Regions from separate parts of the Mus musculus genome. Here all the other regions are linked to region 3. A link is a contact called in public HiCAR-type and HiChIP or PLAC-seq data. All regions are on one chromosome and are shown on one strand. The core of a region is the stretch at or near the end of the contact, and the rest is flanking DNA. Distances in the headings are between cores, read along the strand shown. Region 1 holds the start of Ppp1r18 (protein phosphatase 1, regulatory subunit 18). Region 2 holds the start of Pou5f1 (POU domain, class 5, transcription factor 1). Region 3 overlaps Ddr1 (discoidin domain receptor family, member 1).

The links. HiCAR-type assays count read pairs that join an accessible place to other places. HiChIP or PLAC-seq counts read pairs in DNA pulled down with a chosen protein or histone mark.
Region 1: a contact with region 3 is called in an H3K4me3 HiChIP or PLAC-seq map of embryonic stem cells, with 4 times the contacts expected there. The contact joins the promoter of Ppp1r18 here to the enhancer-like site in region 3. A contact is called at or near these places in 4 of 39 promoter capture datasets (cranial neural crest, embryonic stem cells, fetal liver and 1 more), 15 of 484 Hi-C or Micro-C datasets (CD8 T cells, the HL-1 cell line, Sertoli cells and 5 more), 16 of 115 datasets of contacts at active chromatin or transcription factors (the SCID.adh cell line, bone marrow-derived dendritic cells, effector CD8 T cells and 6 more) and 3 of 9 other capture datasets (adipose tissue, liver and pancreatic islet).
Region 2: a HiCAR-type map of embryonic stem cells shows a contact between it and region 3, with 2.0 times the contacts expected there. The contact joins the promoter of Pou5f1 here to the enhancer-like site in region 3. A contact is called at or near these places in 1 of 39 promoter capture datasets (cranial neural crest), 4 of 484 Hi-C or Micro-C datasets (embryonic stem cells, erythroblasts and olfactory sensory neurons), 6 of 115 datasets of contacts at active chromatin or transcription factors (embryonic stem cells, epiblast stem cells, memory CD8 T cells and 1 more) and 4 of 9 other capture datasets (adipose tissue, liver, macrophages and 1 more).

The regions. Positions count from the first base shown.
Region 1 is chr17:35,865,191-35,867,940 of GRCm38.p6, forward strand. It overlaps Ppp1r18 (protein phosphatase 1, regulatory subunit 18), which reads left to right and starts at 1,425. Exons shown (of 3, transcript NM_175242.1): 1 at 1,425-2,750. The coding sequence starts at 2,045. It overlaps Nrm (nurim (nuclear envelope membrane protein)), which reads left to right. Exons shown (of 4, transcript NM_134122.2): 4 at 1-210.
Region 2 is chr17:35,504,576-35,507,349 of GRCm38.p6, forward strand. It overlaps Pou5f1 (POU domain, class 5, transcription factor 1), which reads left to right and starts at 1,457. Exons shown (of 5, transcript NM_013633.3): 1 at 1,457-1,908. The coding sequence starts at 1,525. It overlaps Gm32362 (a long non-coding RNA gene), which reads right to left and starts at 1,162. Exons shown (of 3, transcript XR_385564.3): 1 at 851-1,162. RefSeq lists promoters at 1-1,527, 1-1,476, 1,234-1,503 and enhancers at 1-239, 234-1,242, 324-566.
Region 3 is chr17:35,679,495-35,682,218 of GRCm38.p6, forward strand. It overlaps Ddr1 (discoidin domain receptor family, member 1), which reads right to left. Exons shown (of 18, transcript NM_001198833.1): 18 at 2,073-2,724. Among named protein-coding and RNA genes, the nearest start is that of Gtf2h4, 7.1 kb to the left of the region's middle. Within about 2 kb of position 1,372, at least 13 of the 459 cell types and tissues checked have an H3K27ac peak or open chromatin away from gene starts, as enhancers often do. A contact at or near this core is called in embryonic stem cells and neural progenitor cells, where this site is marked.

The DNA of each region.
Region 1 (2,750 bases), core at 175-2,674, 190 kb after region 3:
GGCCTATCTGAAAGTTTATAAGTAGTGGCTCTTTTGTACCGCGGCTGTGCTTCCTCCCCACTCCTGCCTTAGTTTCTCCTTAGGTCTTTCCCTACAGCTCTGTGTGGTCTCCTAAGGCGACGTCTCCCGATTTTAACTCGGGTTGACTCAGGGCTCCCTGCTCTCCCAAAGGATATGCGCTGCAGAAAAAATAAAATTTTATACATATGATATCCACTTGTCTGTCCATGACTCTCAAGCCGCAGAACCAATTGTGGGAAGGAAGATGAGACCTAGTTTTTGCGGTGATAGCCGAGCACTCTAAAACGATCGCAAGGCTGGGGCCACACCCCATGGACCCGCCCCATCTCTCAGTCGTCCAGTCCTGTTCCCTCCAAATATTAGTTTCTCCGCGTATAAATCAGGGAACCCACGGGAGACAGAATAACTCTCTGGGAGGAGAGCGAACTCCCAAAGCCATTTTGCCTCAGACCCCAGGGCCTGGCAGCCGCCTTCTCTGCCACGGTAACAAAGACTGGCTAGGGAAAGAAAAAGCGTGGGGAGGAGCGGCGAGAGATGGGAAGGGCGGGTCCGACTCCAAGCAGCTGCCGCTTCCTCCCCATGTCCCTCAGGGGGCCTGAGTCACGGGCCGCCGCCCCGGGTCGGCCAGCTGGAGAAGTGGGTCTGGACACCCCGCTTCTTCGGGGCTGCAAGGAAGGAAGCGGGTGAAGGTCTCTGGAGACAGACAACGGAGAGCGAGGGGATAGCCACAGCAAGAGAGAAGTCCCACCAGAGTCCACGCGGGAAGGAGGGCAGCGAAGCCCCGCCCTTCGCCGGGCTCCTCCCTGCGCCCCCTTCCCTCGCCCCATTGTCCGTAGACAAAGCGGTCGCCGCCCCCGCCTGGCCCCCAGTCTGCGTCTCCGTCCCTCCTCTTAGGCTCCCTCTTCCCTCCTCCTCTGTTTCCCTCCCTCCCTCCGGATCTCCCTTCGCCTCTCTCCTCCTCTTCCTCTCTCCCGACGCCTGACTCCACTGCACCTCCTCCTAGGGACCCCGAGGCGTGTAAGTTGACTATGTGGCTCCCACTTTAAGAGAAGTGCCTCCTGGCTCCAGATCTTCCCTGGAGTGTCTCCCCTTTTGCATAGATTGTCCCTTCAGTTCCCTCTGGTGCACAACCCTTTGGGTCAAGGTCCCCTGAGAGCCGGCTCCCTGGTTGGGGAAGACAGCAGAGGCGTGATGTGGGTCCTCGTCGCGCCCGAGTTCTGGAGCGTATCCGGTGGGGAGGCCGGCGAGATTGTAGGGACTGAACGCGGCTGGACGCCAGGGTTCTGGGAATGTACGGGGCTGCACACTTGCTCGGGTACCAAAAGTCCCCAAGGAGGGTATTTCCCCTGACCCGCCTCGGGGGCGGGAAAGACAGTGGGGTAGGGGCCGGACTGAGGGGCGGGGCCGAGCGCAGCCGGGAAGGCAGCCGGGAGCTGCGGGGGCCCCGTGCGAAGAGGCGCCGGCGCCCTTGCCTGTTTCCCGGTCTCCCCTTCTACCCTGGACCTCTGCCCTCTACATCTGTCCTCACCTCCTCACCTCCTGCCCGATCTCCTCGCCCTTCGCCGTCTGGTTCCCTGTTCTTCCCGTTTATCTCCCCCTGCGTACCGGGGGAGGCAGTCTTGACTGAATCCGCTCACTTCTCAGCCCCGGCTCCTCCGGCTCCTCTCTCTCTCCTGCTTTTCCTCTCTCCCCTTTCTTATATCTTAGGGACGGTCTGGTGCCCACAAACCCCAATCTAGCTCTGCCTCTGCCCGGAATCTCGACTCTTCCTCTCCCACTATCCCCACCCCCAACTTGGCACCCAGCTTTTCTCTTCAGTTTTTCAGTTCCTGACTCTTTTGCTGTCCTTCCTTTCACGGCCTTCCTCTATCTTCATTCTTAATTCCACTGTCCCCTCCTGCCCTTCTTCGTCCCTTCCCGCATCACTTCCTCCCCCAACCCCCATTCTCAGTCTCCGGGCTCCTCTGAAGCTTACCCTTCCTGTTCCTGTCCCCCAATACTCTCTCCTTCACTTCCAGTGACCATGACCGCTATCCCAGATTGGAAGCTACAGTTGCTAGCCCGGCGGAGGCAGGAGGAGGCAGCGGTTCGTGGCCGCGAGAAAGCAGAACGGGATCGCTTGTCCCAGATGCCAGCCTGGAAGAGGGGAATCCTGGAACGACGCAGAGCCAAGTTGGGCCTGCCTCCTGGAGAGGGGAGCCCTGTGCCTGGGAATGCTGAGGCTGGACCTCCAGACCCAGATGAATCTGCTGTCCTTTTGGAGGCTATTGGACCAGTACATCAGAATCGATTCATCCAACAGGAGCGACAGCGGCAGCAGCAACAGCAGCAGCAGCAGAGAAACGAGGTGCTTGGTGATAGGAAGGCTGGGCCTCTGGAGGTTCTAGAAAGGAGATCAAGTCCTGGTAATTTAAGAGATCAGAGTCCTAAGGGAAGAGAGTCCAGAGAAGAGAGGCTAAGTCCCCGGGAGTCCAGAGATAGGAGGCTGGTGATAGGGGGAGCCCAAGAGTCAAGTTCGAGGTCTCTTCGAGACTGGAGGCAGAGCCCAGCAGAGGCCAGAGACCTGAGTTCCAGACCAGCAGAGGCTCAGAAATGGAGGCTGAGCCCTGGAGAAACTCCAGAGGAGAGTCTGAGATTAGCGGGTTCTGGAGATGACAGTCCCAAGAGAAAGGAGGTGTTGGAAAGCATTCTGAGCCCTGGGGAGCCTGGTGACCAGAAGGCCAGCCCGA
Region 2 (2,774 bases), core at 207-2,706, 170 kb before region 3:
ACCTAGAGCCACTGACCCTAGCCAACAGCTCAGGCGGGCTGGGCCCAGGCTCAGAACTCTGTCCTGGCTATGTACACTGTGGGGTGCTCTGGGCTTTTTGAGGCTGTGTGATTCACCCTGGGGCCTTCGTTCAGAGCATGGTGTAGGAGCAGACAGACAAACACCATCCCTTGCAGACAGGCACTCTGAGGGCTATTCTCTTGCAAAGATAACTAAGCACCAGGCCAGTAATGGGATCCTCAGACTGGGCCCAGAAAACCACTCTAGGGAAGTTCAGGGTAGGCTCTCTGCACCCCCTCCTCCTAATCCCGTCTCCTTAGTGTCTTTCCGCCAGCACAGGAATGGGGGAGGGGTGGGTGACGAGGATGAACACCGGAGTCCCTGGAGGAAGGGAAGCAGGGTATCTCCATCTGAGGCTCTGTCTTTGAGGAGAGGTGGAGAGCTGGGGAAGTCTTGTGTGAGGGGATTGGGGCTCAGGAGGGGGTTGGGGAGCAGGAAGTTGTCCCCAGGGGAGCCATCCTGGCCCATTCAAGGGTTGAGTACTTGTTTAGGGTTAGAGCTGCCCCCTCTGGGGACCAGGATTGTCCAGCCAAGGCCATTGTCCTGCCCCCTTCCCCCAGTCCCTCCCAGGCCCCTTTGAACCTGAAGTCAGATATTTCTTCTCTCTACCCACCTCCCACCCGTTGGGTTTCTCCACCCAGGAACTAGGCTGGAAGCCTGGGATGAGGAGGTGGGGGGAGGGAGAACTGAGAATCTTGAGGAAAGAGGCCCCGGCCTTAACTGTGAGGGGATGGAGCCTGGGTGCAGGTCTTATGGGGGTTGGGGGGTGGTTAGTGTCTAATCTACCAACCTGGACAACACAAGATGGAATACTGTGCTCTGAAAACGCAGAGCCAGCACTTCTCTGGGGTCTCTGGGGACATATCTGGTTGGGGCTCGGGGTCCCATGGTGTAGAGCCTCTAAACTCTGGAGGACTGGAGGTGCAATGGCTGTCTTGTCCTGGCCTTGGACATGGGCTGAAATACTGGGTTCACCCATATCTAGGACTCTAGACGGGTGGGTAAGCAAGAACTGAGGAGTGGCCCCAGAAATAATTGGCACACGAACATTCAATGGATGTTTTAGGCTCTCCAGAGGATGGCTGAGTGGGCTGTAAGGACAGGCCGAGAGGGTGCAGTGCCAACAGGCTTTGTGGTGCGATGGGGCATCCGAGCAACTGGTTTGTGAGGTGTCCGGTGACCCAAGGCAGGGGTGAGAGGACCTTGAAGGTTGAAAATGAAGGCCTCCTGGGGTCCCGTCCTAAGGGTTGTCCTGTCCAGACGTCCCCAACCTCCGTCTGGAAGACACAGGCAGATAGCGCTCGCCTCAGTTTCTCCCACCCCCACAGCTCTGCTCCTCCACCCACCCAGGGGGCGGGGCCAGAGGTCAAGGCTAGAGGGTGGGATTGGGGAGGGAGAGGTGAAACCGTCCCTAGGTGAGCCGTCTTTCCACCAGGCCCCCGGCTCGGGGTGCCCACCTTCCCCATGGCTGGACACCTGGCTTCAGACTTCGCCTTCTCACCCCCACCAGGTGGGGGTGATGGGTCAGCAGGGCTGGAGCCGGGCTGGGTGGATCCTCGAACCTGGCTAAGCTTCCAAGGGCCTCCAGGTGGGCCTGGAATCGGACCAGGCTCAGAGGTATTGGGGATCTCCCCATGTCCGCCCGCATACGAGTTCTGCGGAGGGATGGCATACTGTGGACCTCAGGTTGGACTGGGCCTAGTCCCCCAAGTTGGCGTGGAGACTTTGCAGCCTGAGGGCCAGGCAGGAGCACGAGTGGAAAGCAACTCAGAGGGAACCTCCTCTGAGCCCTGTGCCGACCGCCCCAATGCCGTGAAGTTGGAGAAGGTGGAACCAACTCCCGAGGAGGTAAGTGAAGGGACTTGGCTGGGCTGGCAGAGGCAGCAGTGAAGGGAATTGGGAACATGTAGGGTAGCCACCCTGCCTGCCAAAGGTGGTGATGGCTGCCGGGCCTCCTGAGAAGCACGACGCAGTGTGGACTAGAACCCAGAATTGCAAGAATCAGAAACCGGCCTGGATTGTTTCGGCCTGGCCCTTGTCATGTAGGTCACCTAGGCCTGGCCTGTGTCCCGACACTTGCTTCATGCCATCACTGTCTGTACACCAGTGATGCGTGAAAATCAGCCCCCCCCCAAAAAAAAAAACATATCAGCCCCTCTGGGGACTTGGATCACAGTCGGACCCAGGAACTTGGCCTTAAGGTTAGGCATGGCTGGGGGGGTAAAAAATGGTGCTTATCCTGGAGTTATTGTTACTGAAGAGGTTGGGTGTGACTGGCTGCTGATAGGAGCTCTTGTTTGGGCCATGTGTGGAGTAGGGCTCACCTTCAGTCAAGTTTACGGCCTGTCTACTTTAGCCTCAGACTCCATGAGTCACCTTTACACGAGCAGACCCTTGTAGTGCCTGAGGTGCAGATCTGATCGATTTCAGCCTTTCTACCTTTCCTTGTAAACAAGAAAGGGACACCCTTGGGTAGGGGAGTTTTATCTCCAGGCCATCTTAAGATCATTCTGTGAGTGCACGGGCCTTGCTTAGTGTCTGATGGCCTACAGCCAGCACTCTGGAGCAAGTGTAAGCAATTAGCCTTAAGAACAAGGTGCGAGTGGATACCGATGCCCGCCGGGAGTTCCGACAGCTTAGCGATTGTTGTAGCAGGAGTCCCCTCCCTAAGTGCCAGTTTCTGTGTTATCTCAGGTCCTGTATGCCGCCGGGAG
Region 3 (2,724 bases), core at 122-2,621:
GCAGGGGACAAAACCATGCTACAAAGGCCATACATATGCCAGGAAGGTCTGCGGCCCTTAGAGCACTTAGAGGAAGTGCTGTGGTTGGTATACACAGGAGAATGGTACTGCATAGGACGTAGGAACCAGCCAGCCTCAGACAAGGTTTTGTTCCTAAAAGGTCAACCAGAAGTGGACTTGGTGGAACACACTTCTAATTTAAGCATTCAGGAGACTGGAGACAGGAGGAGTGAGGTCCTAACTCAAAGCAAACAACTGCTGGGCATGGTGGCCCACACCTTTAATTCCTGCATACATAAAGCAGAGTAAGGTAGATCTCTGAGTTCAGTGGCAACCTGATCTACATAGGGAGCCAGGCCAGCCTAGGCTACACAGTGAGACCTTGTCTGAAAACAAAAAAAAATAAAGATCCCAAGGAGGGAGTGAGGGGGAGACTGGGAGTATATAGCTCAGTGGTAGAGTGTTTGCTTAGCATGTACAAGGTCCTGGGTTCAATCCCCCATCATACATACATACATATAAAATAAGAAAAATGTAATACAAAATTTTACAGGTGGTGGCTAGATGGCAGCAGTTGCCACCACGTCTGAGTCTTATACCCAGGACACGCATGATGGAAAGAGACCACCAACTTCTGCAGGTTGTTCTCTAACCTCCACATGCACACACCGTGGCACGTGCACACACACTAAATGAATAAATGTAATAATTTTTAAAATAAAAAATACAGAGGACCAGGTGTGGTGTTGTGAGCCTCTAATTCCAGCACCTGGGAAGCGAAGGCAGGAGAATCACTTCCAGGTTATGCAAGATGAGATAGACAAGTCTGGGCTTTGTTAAGACCCAGTCTCAGAGCAAGGTCTCCATGGTTGCAGAACCAAAGACAAACCAGAAAGGGTCAGAACAGTCCTGGCTTACTAGCTAGGAGACTACAGTGTTGTAGTATGTGCCAGGGCAAGCGGAGATGTGGAGAAAGAATGGAGATCTGTGGGGCTGTAGGGATGGCTCAGCGGTTAAGAGCACTGGCTGCTCTTCCAGAGGTCATGAGTCCGATTCCCAGCAACCACATGGTGGATCCACAATGCCCTCTTCACATAAAATAAATAAATACATCTTAGAAAAAGAAAAAAGAGAGATCTGGCAAGCAGACCTGTGAGCTTCATGCTGGACTCTGCAGCAAGGATCCAGGATGATACAGGTGCTGCTGAGTGGATGCTGCCACCATCCTGGGAGAGGGGCAGGTTTGGACCTGCTCACACTGAACATCACAAGAACCTAGAGTTACGTCGCTCTAATGCTTAGAGCAAGTCTGGGCAGAGCTCGGGGAACTGTGGCTCCCTGCCCGGGACTCCACTGCTTATTATTCTAACGTCTGACCTCTGAACTCTAGCCCATCAATGTCGGCCTTAATCTGAAGGCAGTCTGACCTATGTAGCTTTAGCAAGGCTGCTAGATTTGTGGCCTGGCCCCTGAGAGCCCATTAATTCCATCTCAGATTGAATTTACCTTTTCCGTCCTCCTCATTATCCATTTGACTGACTTTGTGAATATCATCAACCAAAACCCCAGGGTCCTTATTTCATGGGAACGGCTACGAAGATGGAGCTGTTTCCTTCAAGCCCGCCATGGGATTGTTTTTGTCTTTTGGTTTTTTGTTTACCACCCAAAGTGAACTCTTTGAGGCCTTCACACTGGCTGCAGCTTGCTCCTACAGGCTCATTGGTGTGCCTTTCACCCAGGTGTCTCATACTTTCAAAACCTAACTCGGAGATCACCTGGGTCTCCCAGCCCTCAGAATCCTAGAATTTGGACAAGCAGAACAAGAACCCACACCTCCATTTTTAATAACTAGCACTGCCCTTTATGATGAGCCAGAACAGAATTCCCAATGGCTTCCATGGCACCTTTGACCTGCCACCAAAGGACACCACTATTCACATTCCCCGTGTAGAGCACCTGAGTGGCTCTCATGGCCCAACTGGCAACAGGTCTGGATTATGCGATGATAGACCCACACTGGACCACAGCCAGGAGGCAGGTATTACCCAAACCCCAGGAAATACACCCACAGCTGTGGAAAAACAAAAAACAAAAAACAACTCAACTTTTATTATTACCTGCCTAGGACAGGGGATTAAAATCGCCTTAAGCTAGGTCCATATATTAGTGTAAAAATCTGTGTTTCTCTCCCCCCAAAAAATGTACAAACCCCGCGTGATTATAGAAAAACCAATGTGGTAGCTACAATAGAAATCCCCACCCCCAGCCTCAAGCTATTGCTCCCTCTGTTCCCCATCCTAATATTTACTCCACAGAAACATAGAGGCTTTGCGAAGTTCTAGCTGCAGCATGGCAGGTGAGAAGGAGGGGTGTGTGACTGAGGATCAACGGCAGGGATCGCCCCCAGGTCCAGTGTGTCAGGGGGCGGAACAGAAGGAAGCCAGGGCTGAGGACCGCTGTAGGGGTTGGCCGTCCTTGTCCCCCTCACCCCTCTAATTCTCAGCTGGCGGCGTCCAGTGTGTGACAAGAAGAAAGCTGGGGGGCACCGTCACCTCCCAGGAACCAGTGTTGTCCAGTGGGCCTTGTCCAGTGTACGCCCAGCATTTGCCCCCGTTCTTCCCCAAGGGGATAGCTGGAAGAAGTCAGGCAGGATCCCAACCACAGGGCCAGCTGGGAGGGTGGCACTTGGCAGATGGAAGGAAGAAACGGAAGGGAGTGTGTGTA